2 separate regions of the Ovis aries genome follow, and region 1 is linked to region 2. The links are chromatin contacts, called in public Hi-C maps. All regions are on one chromosome and are shown on one strand. Each heading gives the region's core, a stretch centred on a gene start, on an enhancer-like site or on the middle of the called end of the contact. The rest is flanking DNA. Distances are from core to core; before and after follow the strand shown.

Region 1 (6,211 bases), core at 1,970-4,469, 87 kb before region 2:
GCTTTGAAGCAAGGGAAGCTGATTGTAAATGCCACGTTTAGGAACCAGGCCAAGTTCGTCTTCACCAAAGTTCTACCATATTGTTGACAAGCATGCAATATCGCTGCACGTTGGCTGCTGCAAACCAGCCGCTCACCTGCACCGGCGTCCGCAGGGGGGCAGGGGGCCTGCGAGGTTAGAGAGCCCCACCCTGCGAGACCGCCCCTGCCACTGCGCCCATTCCAGCCCTCTCCTCTGAACTCCTTGCGGCGTCTCCAACCTCATTACCTCTGGGTTGGACTCCTTCACCTGCAAGAGGCTCTCTTCCCAACTGTGGCACCTCAAGACATTTGAAAGTGAGTCAGTCTTCCTTTAGAACATTTAAATGTTTTTTTTTTTTTTAAACAAAGGAATGTAACTGTTTACTTTCTCAAACAATTAACCAAAAATGGCAAGTGAAAGAAATAATAAAGGGAAGATTAAAGAAAATCGGTTGAAAAGTTTAGGTGGACAATGACACTCATTCTTCCCTTAGTTTGTTTTTATGCCAAACACAGATTTGAGACATTTTACAACAAAAAATGTTACTAGAAAGTAAACTTTAAAATGGGCCTCCCTGCTGCCTCGGTGGTAAAGAATCCACCTGCCAGTGTTGCACACACGGGAGACGTAGGCTTGATCCCCTGGATCAAGGGAAGATCCCCTGGAGGAGGAAATGGCAGCCCACTCCAGCATTCCTGCCTGGAGAATCCCATGGACAGAGGAGCCTTCCAGACTGCGGTACACGGGTTGCAAAAAGGCGAGCCTGACTTAGTGACTAAATGACAACAACAAATTAAAGAACAAGAGATGCGGCCTGAAAAGGGAGGAAAAATTCTATTAAAACCCTAAGTAAAAGGAAGCATCTTAGCCCGTGCCGGTTGCCAAAAGAGAACGCCACAGACTGGGACACTTGTAAACAACAGAATTTTATTTCTCACAGTTCTGGAGCTGGAAGTCCAAGCTCAAGGCACCTACCTCGAGCCTCAGTGTCTGTTGAGAACCCACTTTCCCCTTGCTGAGTCCACGCCTGGTGGACGGAGGGAGAGAGCTCTGGAGACTCTTATAAAGATAAAAATCCCATTCATAGGGTCTTCGCCCTCATGGCCTATCGCCTCCCGCAGACCCCATCTCCTAAATCCATCACATTAGGTATTAGGCTTCAACATTTGAATCACGGGGCACAAACATTCAGTCCACAGCGGGGAGCTGTATCTGACCGTGAATCTCAGCTTGGTGAGGCCAAAGGATCTGGGCACCTGGGGAAGGTACAGAGCCCCAGGAGAGGCCCCTGAGCGCCCTGTGCTGCAGATCCATAGAGGGAGGGGCACTTCCAACACAGTTATCTGACCCTCCCCGCACTTACTGAGTCAGAGTCCCGGGCGAGAAGCCCAGGTGCCCGTCTAATAGAAGGAAGCATGAAGAAAGACAGCCTTTTTCTTCGCTCTGAGACTATCCATGACAGATGGTTCCTCTGAAGGCCATGGGACAATGAAATGCACAGCGTGGATTGCATGGCTGTTCCTCACGCTGACCTTCAGCAGAGGTTGAGACGTAGCCTGAACACAGCAGGTGAAAGATCCAGGTACAACTCACCAGCGCGGCCCCTGGACCAGCAGAGAAATGGTCCACTCGGGTACGTGGCCTCTCCTTCAGGGGGCAGTGAGGAGCCGGTAGGGCCATGCAAGTGTGAGTGTGTGTGCCAGCTCAGTCGTGTCTGACTCTTTGGGACTCCAGGATATAGTCCCCCCAGGCTCCTCTGTCCATGGAACTTGCCAGGCAAGAACACTGGAGTGGGTTGCCATTTCCTTCTCCAGGGGATCTTCCTGACACAGGGCTCAAACCTGGGTCTCTTATATTGCAGGGGATTCTTTACCCTTAGTGATCCCTGGGAAGCCGTGCACGGAGCCGGTCCCCAAAAATGAATGTTAGCAGTTTTTACGGTTATCCTCAAAGGTCACTGTTCTTACTGGACTCTGGCAGGGGCTGAAAATGTCAGATAACCAACAAGAAGCAGCAATAAAAACCATCCCTGCTCTCACTACACCTCCTTTGTAGCACTGTCGCCTGCAAAACCTATTACTAATTCCTGGGGAAATGAAGAGAGAACCTGGGTAATAAAGGCAAAGCTTCTTTTCTCTCCCTCTGTACTGAGTGTAGCTTCACTGGCTCACAGCGGGGCACGTGCAGAGGCCTTGCAGCGGGGGCCTCAGACCAGGGTTCCAGGTGGGGAATGCCAGTGTCCACACCTCAACTCAGGGCTTCCCAGGTGGCTCGGTGGTAAAGCAATGCAGGAGATGCAGCTTCAGTCCCTGGGTTGGGAAGATCCCCGGGAGAAGAAGTGGCATCCCACTCCAGTATCCTTGCCTGGAGAATCCCATGGACAGAGGAGCCTGGTGGGCTACAGTCTATGGGGTTGCAGAGTTGGACATGACTGAGCGACTGGACAACAACAAATTGGCAAGCGTACGCACAGGTCTCACCCTGACATTTGCCTGGAAGACTTTAGGAACAGGATTTGTCACGCATCCACATCTACAAGGCAGAAACCGCCAGAAACCCTCAGCTGATTCCCCGGAATCTGAGTCATTGGGTAACCTCATCAACTTTCCCCTTTGTTCAGAACATGGCTAGTGACATCCTTTTTTGAAATTTCCTCAACTCTTTCTAAAGGGCAGTCACCCCTGAAGTCATTTGTTTTAAAGTTTCACATTCAAGCCAGCATAAAAGTGGAGAATGAAATGCTGTATGGATCTCGTGAACTTGAATCCAGATAGTGAGAGCTCATAAACTCCCAGTGGGGGTGACCCAGGCTCCCCGGGGTCAAGGGCGGGGGCGGTGTGTCCTAGCCTGGCCCCCAGAGCACAGCCAGCTTCTTGTTGGGTTCCCGAACCATCACCAAGAGCCAAACACTCGCGAAGGAGGCAGCGGTGTCGGTTAGCGCATCACCTAAAGAAGAGTACGTGCCCAGGGACCCATCAGTCACCGGGAAGCATCTAGAAGAACCGACACCCCCTGGACATCCTCCCGGTTGGAGAGCTTGTCAACTTGGAGAAGGATGACATTTTAAGACGGTAGTAAGGTGAGATCTGAAAGCATTTCAAACTCTAGGACCCTCGGAGCAGCTGCCGGACACCGAACTCGAAAGCCCTCGGAAGAAGCAAGCTGCCTGGGGACGCAGGAAGCCACGCTGCTCCTCCCACAGCTGTCGGAGCCAAAGCCGGCCTCTCCCCACCCCCTCCCAGCTCCGGGAAGAGCAGGAGCTCCAGAAAGAACGGAAAAGGCGAAAACACGGAGAGACGGAGCTCAGGAAGGGAGCCTCGGATAGACCCGGATGGACCAGCAAGGATCAGAAAGGGTAAAATTGAGTCCAGCGTTGGCTTTGGAAATAACTCTTAGGCATAACGAAAGGCAAAGTTCGAATGCCATCTTGGGCTGTGAGATAACAGTCAAGTCCCTTTAGAATCTCTGTTTACAAATACGTTTAATTAAAACGGTTTTAATAGCAATAATGTCCTCAGGAGGTCGTGTTCAAGGCTGGAAAGACTGGCAGTGAAACCTCACCTTTAAAAGGAGCACACTTGCTCTCATCCTAAAATGTGTTGGCTCCCAGGCCTGGAGAGAAGGAAGGGACACAGCGCTATGGAAACCAGATGCAAATTCTAGGACACAAGTGGCTGACTGGTGCTTACAGAAATTCCGGATCTAGAGACCACTCCACTGATGTCAATGCCGGGAAGACTGCGGAGCATCTGGGAAGAGATGGTCTCGAGGAGCCGGCTTGGTGCAAGTCACATCAAACTTTTTTCAATCATATTCTTTTTTTCAGATTATGAAAGTAGTATTGTCTCACTGTTTTTTATTTTTTAATTGGAGTTTAATTGCTTTACGATGCTGTGCTAGCTTCTGCTACACAACAGCATGACTCGGCTGTATGTGTACAGGTATCCTGTGTCTCCTGAGCCTCCCTCCCTCTCCTCCCATCCCACTCCTCTAGGTCACCATCATTATTTTTTTTAAGCACTAAAAAACAAACAAACAGGTGAATGGCCCCACCATTATCCCAACCCTCAGAGATGACTACCATTAACTGATTTATCCACGTTTTTCTCTGCATTTATACTGCTGTTCAAAAAACAGGACTTATACAGATGTAGCTCAATTCTCACAAGATTCCTGTTCCTGGAAAGGTGACCTCCAAAAGCAAACTAACACTTAAAATAATTTCAGTTTAACTTTGACATTCACCTATCCATGCTTCATTTGTGAAACGGAGTAGTCCAGTAGGAAGGCTTAATATCTTCCTTTTGATAGTGGGTCAAGATTGCTGTTCCCATATACAGAGTGTGAATCAGTAAATAGTTTCAGTTATTTTCATAGTTAACGAAAATGACCATACTATTAAGCAACATCCAGTTACTGTTCAAGCATTTTATGTATGTTCACTCTTAAGAAAACCCTACGAGGAAGGTAATCATATCTTATTTCAGGTGGAGAAAAGGAGGCTCAGATAAATTAATGTTCCCAAGGTCAGGCAGCAAGCAGTTGTGATATCACTTGTTCAAACCTGTTCAAACCAAAGTCAGTGTATGTCCCATCCTACTGCCTACCATCCAAGTAATTGGGTCCTGGCTACGCATATATGTGGGTCAATAAATCAACACGCCCAAAGTTGTTTTCTGATGTGACTGTGCATATTATGGCATAATTAGTAGAGGTAGTGAGTTTGGAGTCCATTCTCTGGCACTTAGCACCGGCCTGACCTTGAGCAAATCTTTTAACCTAAACTCGGCGACAAACTGAAGATCCTATCCAAAGTAATAATGGCCTCACAAGGCTCTCAGGTCAGGATGGAAGAGGGAAAATGCCATAGATCCTACAAACATTTTTAAAAATTAGTAAGGAAAGAGTATGAGCAAGAATATGTCTCCCAAAAGGTAAATTAAACAGTCACATTCTTAAAAGATACAGATTACTAAGACAAACATGAGAAGAAATAAAATGTAAGAGTAAGTCCATATTATTAGACAAATGGAATTGTAATTCAAAACCTTCATAAACATACATAGCCCGGTCTAGATGGCTTCTCTGACAAATTCCATCAAATATTTAAGAAAGAAATAATACAAATCCGACACAAATACTTTCAGAAAATATAGGAGGGAGAAAATTCTCATTTCATTTTACGAAATCAGCATCACTCCAACACCAAACAAAGTAAACTGCAGTAAAACCATGGCAAATATTCTTCATGAACTTAAAGGCTCAAAGTCCTAAAAGAATATCGGCAAGACACACCAAACGATACTTTTTAAGGATACTACATCTTGTTCAAGGGGGACATGTTCAGGACTTCAAAGTGAGTTCGACATTTGATAATCAGTATACTTTCTGTAAGAAGGGAAAGAGTTGAACAAACACTTTAGAAAAATATGTTATACAAATGTTTACACGCACATGAAAAGATGCTGAACAAATCATTAATCACAGAAGCTTATGCTGAAAAGATGGACAACACCAAATGTTGACAAGCATATGGAGCAGTTGAACTTAAGCATTTTTGGTGGGCCTGTAAAATGGTGTTCATTGTGGAAAACAATTTGGTAATTTCTTATAAAATTAAACATATACTTACTATGACCCATCAATTCTACTCCTATATATTTACCCAAAGGAAACGAAATATATTTACCCAAATGAAAACATATGTCCACATAAAAGTCATATTCATCAATGTCCATAGCAGACCTCTTCATAATTGCCCCAAACTGGAAACAGCCCAACTTTTCCTTCACTGCGTGACTAGATAAACAAACTGTGGTACATACATACAGTAGAACTCTTCAAGGCAATAAAAGGGATTGAATTGCTGGTGGATGAATCACAGGAACATTATGCCAAACAAAAGAAACAAGACCCAAAAGGCTATCTACAGGATGAGGCCGCTTTTGTGAAATTCTAGAAAAATCAAAACCACAGTGATAGGAAGCAGATCAGCATTTTCCCTGGAGGCTCAGACAGTAAAGAATTCGCCTGCAATGCGGGAGACCTGGGTTCAATCCCTGGGTCGGGAAGATCCCCTGGAGGGGGAAATGGCCGCCCACTCCAGTATTCTTGCCTGGAGAATCCCACGGACAGAGGAGCCTGGTGGGCCACAGTCCATGGGGTCACAAAGAGTGGAACACGACTGAGC
Region 2 (6,255 bases), core at 2,815-5,314:
AAATGGGAAAAGTGATGATTTGGGCAGGGAGGGAAACAGCAGCTGAAATCAGGAAACAGAGGTTGCGGGTTGTCTAGAAAAGTGGGGGCCACTGGCATCCAATTCAAGCTTGCAGGGAAGACTTGGTTGGCTCTAAATTCAGAGAAGGGCCTAGCACCTGCATTTATTTTACGAGTTTCCTGTGCTTCTCTGTTTTGCTTTGGAAGGCCTGAAATTGTCTTACTTTCTTTTGAGTGCGTGAGATAGGAATTCCCCAAGTTTCATGGGTGACTACTCTAGAACGAGGATGGCATTTAACTTCTCTTTGGTCTCAGTATGCACAAACCAACGAACTTAGGTCACTTCTTGATAAAAACTGCAGTTAAATTTTAGGTTTTGGTGGAGGTAGCCAAGACTGATTTTGCTTTGGGGGGGTGCATAATGAAGGGGATCGTTATCGGCCCTTTTCCAAGCCACCCAACCTTAAAATGCCTCCAACTCTGAGAGCAGTGGTTGCTAGAGCCTGGCTTCTTTTGTCTTTCCTGTCCCATCCCCCATCTCCTTTCGGGAGACTTGGGATTCAAATGTAGATGAAATGCAGATTCTTGGGAGAATGGAAGAAGTGATTGGTTGGGATGTCGAGTGGGGAAAGGAAAAAACTTCTAATGTAAGGTATTAGTCATTGTTCTGCCGGGGTGCGGAGTTGCTGTAACTCCTGATCGGAATAGTCTTGAGTGTTGCCGACTGTCGATTGCCCATTGTCCGTACAAATTTGGAAAAGGAGATAGCTGGTGTCTGCTGGTATCCACCACACACTCACCTCAGGTAAGAATTGAAGCTTAGAACCGGTAGATGTGTATTTTAATCACAAGTGTGCATCTTCTTCCTTCTCGACGTTTCGGTAATCTTTAAGATTTGTATATTTCACTAGTACAAACCGTTGTGCCCCGTGTATTTTTGGCACAATGCGGATATCTTCCTCGGTGAGTTTAGGGGATGTGATTGCACTTTTATTCTCAATTCACCGAGAAAGTACTTTCACAGCGCCCACACACGTGGTCATGGTAACTACTGTGAAACTTCACTTTTTGATAAAAGGTGGTATAAATTTAAAGCCATTAAATGATCTTGGACATATCTGCTTCTGTTATGAGCACCGCTAAAATGTTTATATTTAAAGAGTGAGGGGAGAGAGAAGAATTTGGTTAAAAGTAAGACGGATTGAACTAACGAGGTGGAATACAAAAACAAAACGGTATTAAACAAGCCAGTGGTGTTTTAGGTGGCTGAGAGGAGCCAAGCGGACAGCTGAGCTCAATTTCTCAGTGACCAGTTGGGTACTTCAGTACAGGTCTCCTCTGCCTTGCTCTTAGATTAAGATGGAAACCGGCTCATCCTGGGAGGAGAGACATGCGCTTACGGGAATGGCTTGCTTACTCCTGGCTTGTTACCGAGGTGACTTCTACCTAGCGGTTACTCTTAATATTTATGCTGGTCACAGCAGCATAAATAATCCAGGTCATCAGGATTGAAGGTCTGTATACATCGGCTTTTTGGAGTTGCTTTTTTTTTTAATGCTGTAATCCGCCCTTCCTTTTTCCCCACAGTGAGGGAAGTCTCCTTGTGTTAGGGTCGCATGTGTATCAAATGGACTAGCCCCAAAGCTGAGAGTAGCAGTTGCAGGTGTCTTGCTCCCCTCCCCTCAGAAACAGTGGGGGCTTTATATTTATTTCGGTCTGTGACTGTATGGGGGTTTCTAGCTGAGATGTGTGTGTTCACTTTATACTGAGGGTCCCTCTTTTTTTATTCGTGTTTTCTTGGACTTATGTGACTCTGAACCACCTCCTGCAAGTCAGTGAGCACCGGCGTAGCTGGGCGACCACCACTTTTGAGACTTGGAGGCTACAGGATGCTTAGTCTTTGCCTTCAAGGAGCTTACAACTACCGTTGACGAATCTGTGTGCCAGAGGCGATAAGCACATGTAGCAGATGTTCAGTGAAAGGAAAAGAGGTGCTCGTGTTTGGAGGGGAGGGAGAACTGGCTAGGCGGTCAAAGGGAGCTAGCTCCTGGACGGGCTGAGAAGGTGGAAACTTTGCGATGCTGTTGTCAAGGCGTAAGATAATGGAATCAGCTGAATTAGGTGTCAGGGGCTTTGCTGTGGACGCCAGGATTCCAATTCACAGAATAAACACCCTGTTTTGTAGGTATAGTGTGGGGGCTGGAGCGTCAAACTTGAAGATGCGATCTGGGAGAAGGTCGTAGTCTAGAAACGGGGGGATGGGAGAGAAGAGTGCACAGAACAGAGTCCGCAGAGGTGAGCGCCGAGTGGCTGCGGTGACTCATTCGGTCCTGGAAGTCAGAAGGCTTTGCTTTTGGGGTGACGTCGGAGCAGGAGTTCACGATTGAAAGGGGGGAGGGCATTCCAGGCAGAGGGGGTTGCAGGCGCCGTGGAGACAATGGTGATTCGACTTGAAGTGACTTAAGGGCAGGCGCTGCGCTCGTTCGTGGGCGTGGGGACGCTGGAATTCCAGTTCACCGGTGGTGGGGGGCAAGCTTCTTTTGTAGGTAGAGGACGGTGTGGCAGGAAGGACAGCAGGGTCTGTGAGAAGCCTTTTGGTCATTAAACTGCGTACGGGGCACCATCGAACGGGGTTTGAAGAAGGAAACTGGTGGGAGGAGCCTTGTTTTTCGGAGGTCGGTTTCTAGTTCACTGGAGCCCGGGGCGGAGGATGCACCGGGGGCGGAGAGGGCTGGGTTTGATGGGGGGCCACGTGAAGCGGCCTGTCCGCAGGGCCTCGCGAGGTCCCCTTTTCCTCGCAGGGAGGCTGGCGGTCGCCGGCCGTTTGGGGCAGTCGGGCCACGCAGCCTCTTCCTCGTTCCGCAGCGATGAGGAGACGTCCAGGGTCCAGGCAGGTGTGCCCAGGGGCCTCGTCCACGATGCCCCTCTCCCGCGGCGAGTGCAGAGGGAGCCTGCCCATCGCCGGTCACCGAGCTGTCCCCCCCGTCTCCCCCCCGGCCCCGCCCAGGAGAACCACGACTGACAGCCCCGTTCCCTTGGAACCCAGACTTTTCCCCGGAGCCCGGCCCCTCCTCCCAGCTCCTCTTCGGGGGAGGCGGGCGCTCGAGAGGAACAAGGAGGCCCGGCGCGGGGGAAGCTGCGGGCCGGGCTCAGGCGGCCGCGCCCTCGCGCCGCCCCGGCCCCCGCCCCCGCACCCCGGCTTGCCGCCGAGCGGGAGCGCGCTCCGGCTCCGGGTCTTGGCGGCGGCCGCGGGGGAGGCGGGCACGTGGAGGGGCGGGGGCTCCACCTGGCCACGCCGCCGGGCCTCGGCGGGCTGGCCCTGGCCGGACGGGCTCCGCGCGCCAATGCCGTCGGGGCGGCGGGCTGCGGGCGCCGGGCGGCGCGGCTCCGAACCCAACCTTGGGCTCGCCGGTGCCCGCCCCCGTGTGAGCCGCCACCTTCCGCCCCCCACGTCGAGGCGGGCGCGCGGCCCAGTCCGACCTCCGGAGGGCCCCGGGGCGAGCAGGCCCCGCCCCTCAGGCCACGCCCGCCCACAAGCCACGCCCTGCGCGCCGCGGCCACGCCCCCCACGTCGAGGCGGGCGCACGGCCCGGCCCGACCTCCGGAGGGCCCTGGGGCGAGCTGGTTCCGCCCTCTCCCCGCCCCCGCGCGCCGCGGCCACGCCCCCCACGTCGAGGCGGGCGCACGGCCGGCCCGACCTCCGGAGGGCCCTGGGGCGATCAGGCCCCTCCCACGCGCGCCGCGGCCACGCCCCCCACGTCGAGGCGGGCGCGCGGCTCTGCCCGACCTCCGGAGGGCCCTGGGGCGAGCAGGCCCCGCCCCCGCTCGCGGCCCCGCCCCCGCCTCAGGCCCCGCCCCTTCCTGCCCGCCTGCCTGGCCGCCGAGCCCCAGCGCGGCCCGCCGCTCCCCGCGCCGCCCCGCCCGCCGGCCGCCCCGCCCCGCCCCCCCCACCCCGCGCGGGCGGCCCGAAAACCCGGAGCGCGGCTCGGCCGGGCCGGGCGGCCGCACTGGGCATGCTCAGTAGCCGGGGCAGGTTTTTCGGCCGCAAGTAGGAAGCTTTCTGCACTACCGCGGAGAGGGGGAGCCGCGGAGCCCGCGCGCCGCCGTGCACCGCCGCCGCGCCCGCCCCAGCCCGGCCCGGCCCCGCGGCGGCGCGATGAGCCCGAGCCCCAGCCGGCCCGCCGCGGAGTGAGCGCGGCGCGGAGGGCGCGTTGCGCAGCTGCTCCTGCGCACCGACCCGGCCGGCGGCCCGCAGCGGCGGGAGTGAGCGCCCGCCCGCCCGGCGCCGCGCGGAGCAGGAAGCGCAGGCCACGCAGGGACCCGACTGGAACAAAGTGTGGGCCGCCGGCGGCTCGGCGCCTCGCCGGCCCTGCCCCGCGCCGCGCGCCCCGCCGCCCGCCATGGCCTCCGAGGAGCTGTACGAGGTAGCTCCCCTCCCCCGGCCCCCGCCCCGGCCGCGGGTTGCTGGACGGAAGCGCGCGCGCCCGAGTTTGCGGGCCGGGGGCGTCCCGGCCGCGGGGCCGGACCGCGGACGGGGCTGGAGTGCTGGCGGCGGGGCGTGGGGGCGCCCGGCGGAGCACTCCTGGGTGGGGGGCTCTCGCCTGCGGGGTTGTGGGGCGGGGGGGGCGCGGGGACGAGTGCGACTGTCTCTCGACTCTGCTGCCGACCCGAGCGCTGCCCGACACCGCGCCGAGAGGGCCGAGCGTTGACCGCATGCTCTAATTAGGTTTGGTATTGTGGCCGGAGCCAGGAAATTTAAACCTAACGCGGCTCCAACCGTCATTCATTTTTGCGCCGTGGTGGTGCGAGCTTCGAGAAGGGGGCCCCCGTCAGAACCGCGAGTTCTGGGCCAAGGGTTTGCCAGCGTCGACTTGGAGCGGTGTGGTTGTTGGTTTGGATCTCCAGGCGTGTCTTGTGCGCCCCGATGTAACTTCTTGACTCGTTGCAAAGTCGACTTCCTGGGGAGTGCAGACGCTTGGAGAGCACTCTTTGCTTTCGGGTGCGTGTTTGTAAATACAGCTTCGTAAGAGACTTCACTTGTGGATACTCCGTGGGTTCACCTCCGATGCGTTCAGGGACCTGGATGTTTAGGGACGTAAGGAAGCGTCTGTAACGAGTAGAGCTCCTTTGGCCCCCAGCGATCGCTTAATGAGAACCGGCTGAGTCTTCCGAGGTGTCCCCTCTTGCCGGTGCGTTACCGCCCTTGGCACAGCGTGCGGCTGTGTGTTACCATCCGTTCTGGCCTTCTAGCAACTTTTTGTGCGAAAGTTCTCTGGAGGAGGCTGCCTTCCGTAGAATCCGTGGTCTGCCCGACATGGTACATGGTCGGAGTACCTTGGCTGGCTGAAAGTGCGCCATTATGCTCAAGTCCTTTACACGCTGGCTGTGCCCTGCTGTATTCAAGATGCTGTCTTGGGTCATTTGGGCTCAGTTGTGTCCCACTCTTTGCCACCCCGTGGACTGCAACCCGACCAGGTTCCTCTGTCCATGGGATTCCCCAGGCAAGAATAGTGGAGTGGGTGGCCATTTCCTCCTCCAGGGGATCTTCCCAACCCAGGAACTGAACTAGAGTCTCCTGCATTGCCAGGAGGATTCTTTACCCCAGCCACTTGGGAAGCCCCATTTAGGGTACTAAAGAAGGGGGGAAAAAAATCTCCTGTTCTCAAGCTTCCATTCTTTCTAAGAAAGAAAGTGGTGTTTGGGAAAAGGCCCGGAAGTAGAGGCTGAGACGTAACAGCTGGGAGAGTACATAGCACCAGGGCAAGAGGGGTTTTGGTTTCTACATCAGACTGTTGGTGAGGATTTTAGGCCTGAATGTTCATGCTTCCTTCATTTTTGAGGTTATAAATACACAGTCGAGTCACTTGTTCCCTTAGTGTTGGGTGAGGGCAGCACCTTATACCTGAGTTGTATCTCACATGTCACAAATTATTCTGGAGACAGCATTTTGACCAGTAGTGCATTATGAACCAGATTTAGTTCTTTGTTTATCCTGTATCTTCAGGCTTTCTGCTCTGGTGGCAGCATTCATTTATAAGTCACCTTCTGTGCCGAGCTGTCGTTCGTAGAGCATGTCATTGAATGCCTGCCCTGTGGACGCTCCGTGGGGAGCCAGGGAGGGACGAGGGATGGGAATGGTTTGTGCCTCCCAAGAGCTTCTGTCGGGAGAATGAAGAACGTCGCAGAGAAACGACCCACACGTCGCAGAGAAACGACCCACTTGCACAGTGGAGCTCATCATTTGGAGTTCTGATTT

What was found. A called contact is a pair of places that touch in the nucleus more often than the background predicts.
Region 1: a contact with region 2 is called in a Hi-C map of tail adipose tissue, with 2.2 times the contacts expected there. The contact joins the enhancer-like site here to the promoter of CDYL in region 2. A contact is called at or near these places in 5 of 16 Hi-C or Micro-C datasets (hypothalamus, liver, mixed tissues and 2 more).

What each region holds. Positions count from the first base shown.
Region 1 is chr20:48,905,494-48,911,704 of ARS-UI_Ramb_v3.0, reverse strand. No RefSeq gene overlaps it. Among named protein-coding and RNA genes, the nearest start is that of CDYL, 87 kb to the right of the region's middle. Within about 2 kb of position 3,219, at least 15 of the 54 cell types and tissues checked have an H3K27ac peak or open chromatin away from gene starts, as enhancers often do. A contact at or near this core is called in liver and tail adipose tissue, where this site is marked.
Region 2 is chr20:48,819,490-48,825,744 of ARS-UI_Ramb_v3.0, reverse strand. CDYL (chromodomain Y like) reads left to right here and starts at 4,064. Exons shown (of 7, transcript XM_027958623.3): 1 at 4,064-4,423. The coding sequence starts at 4,400.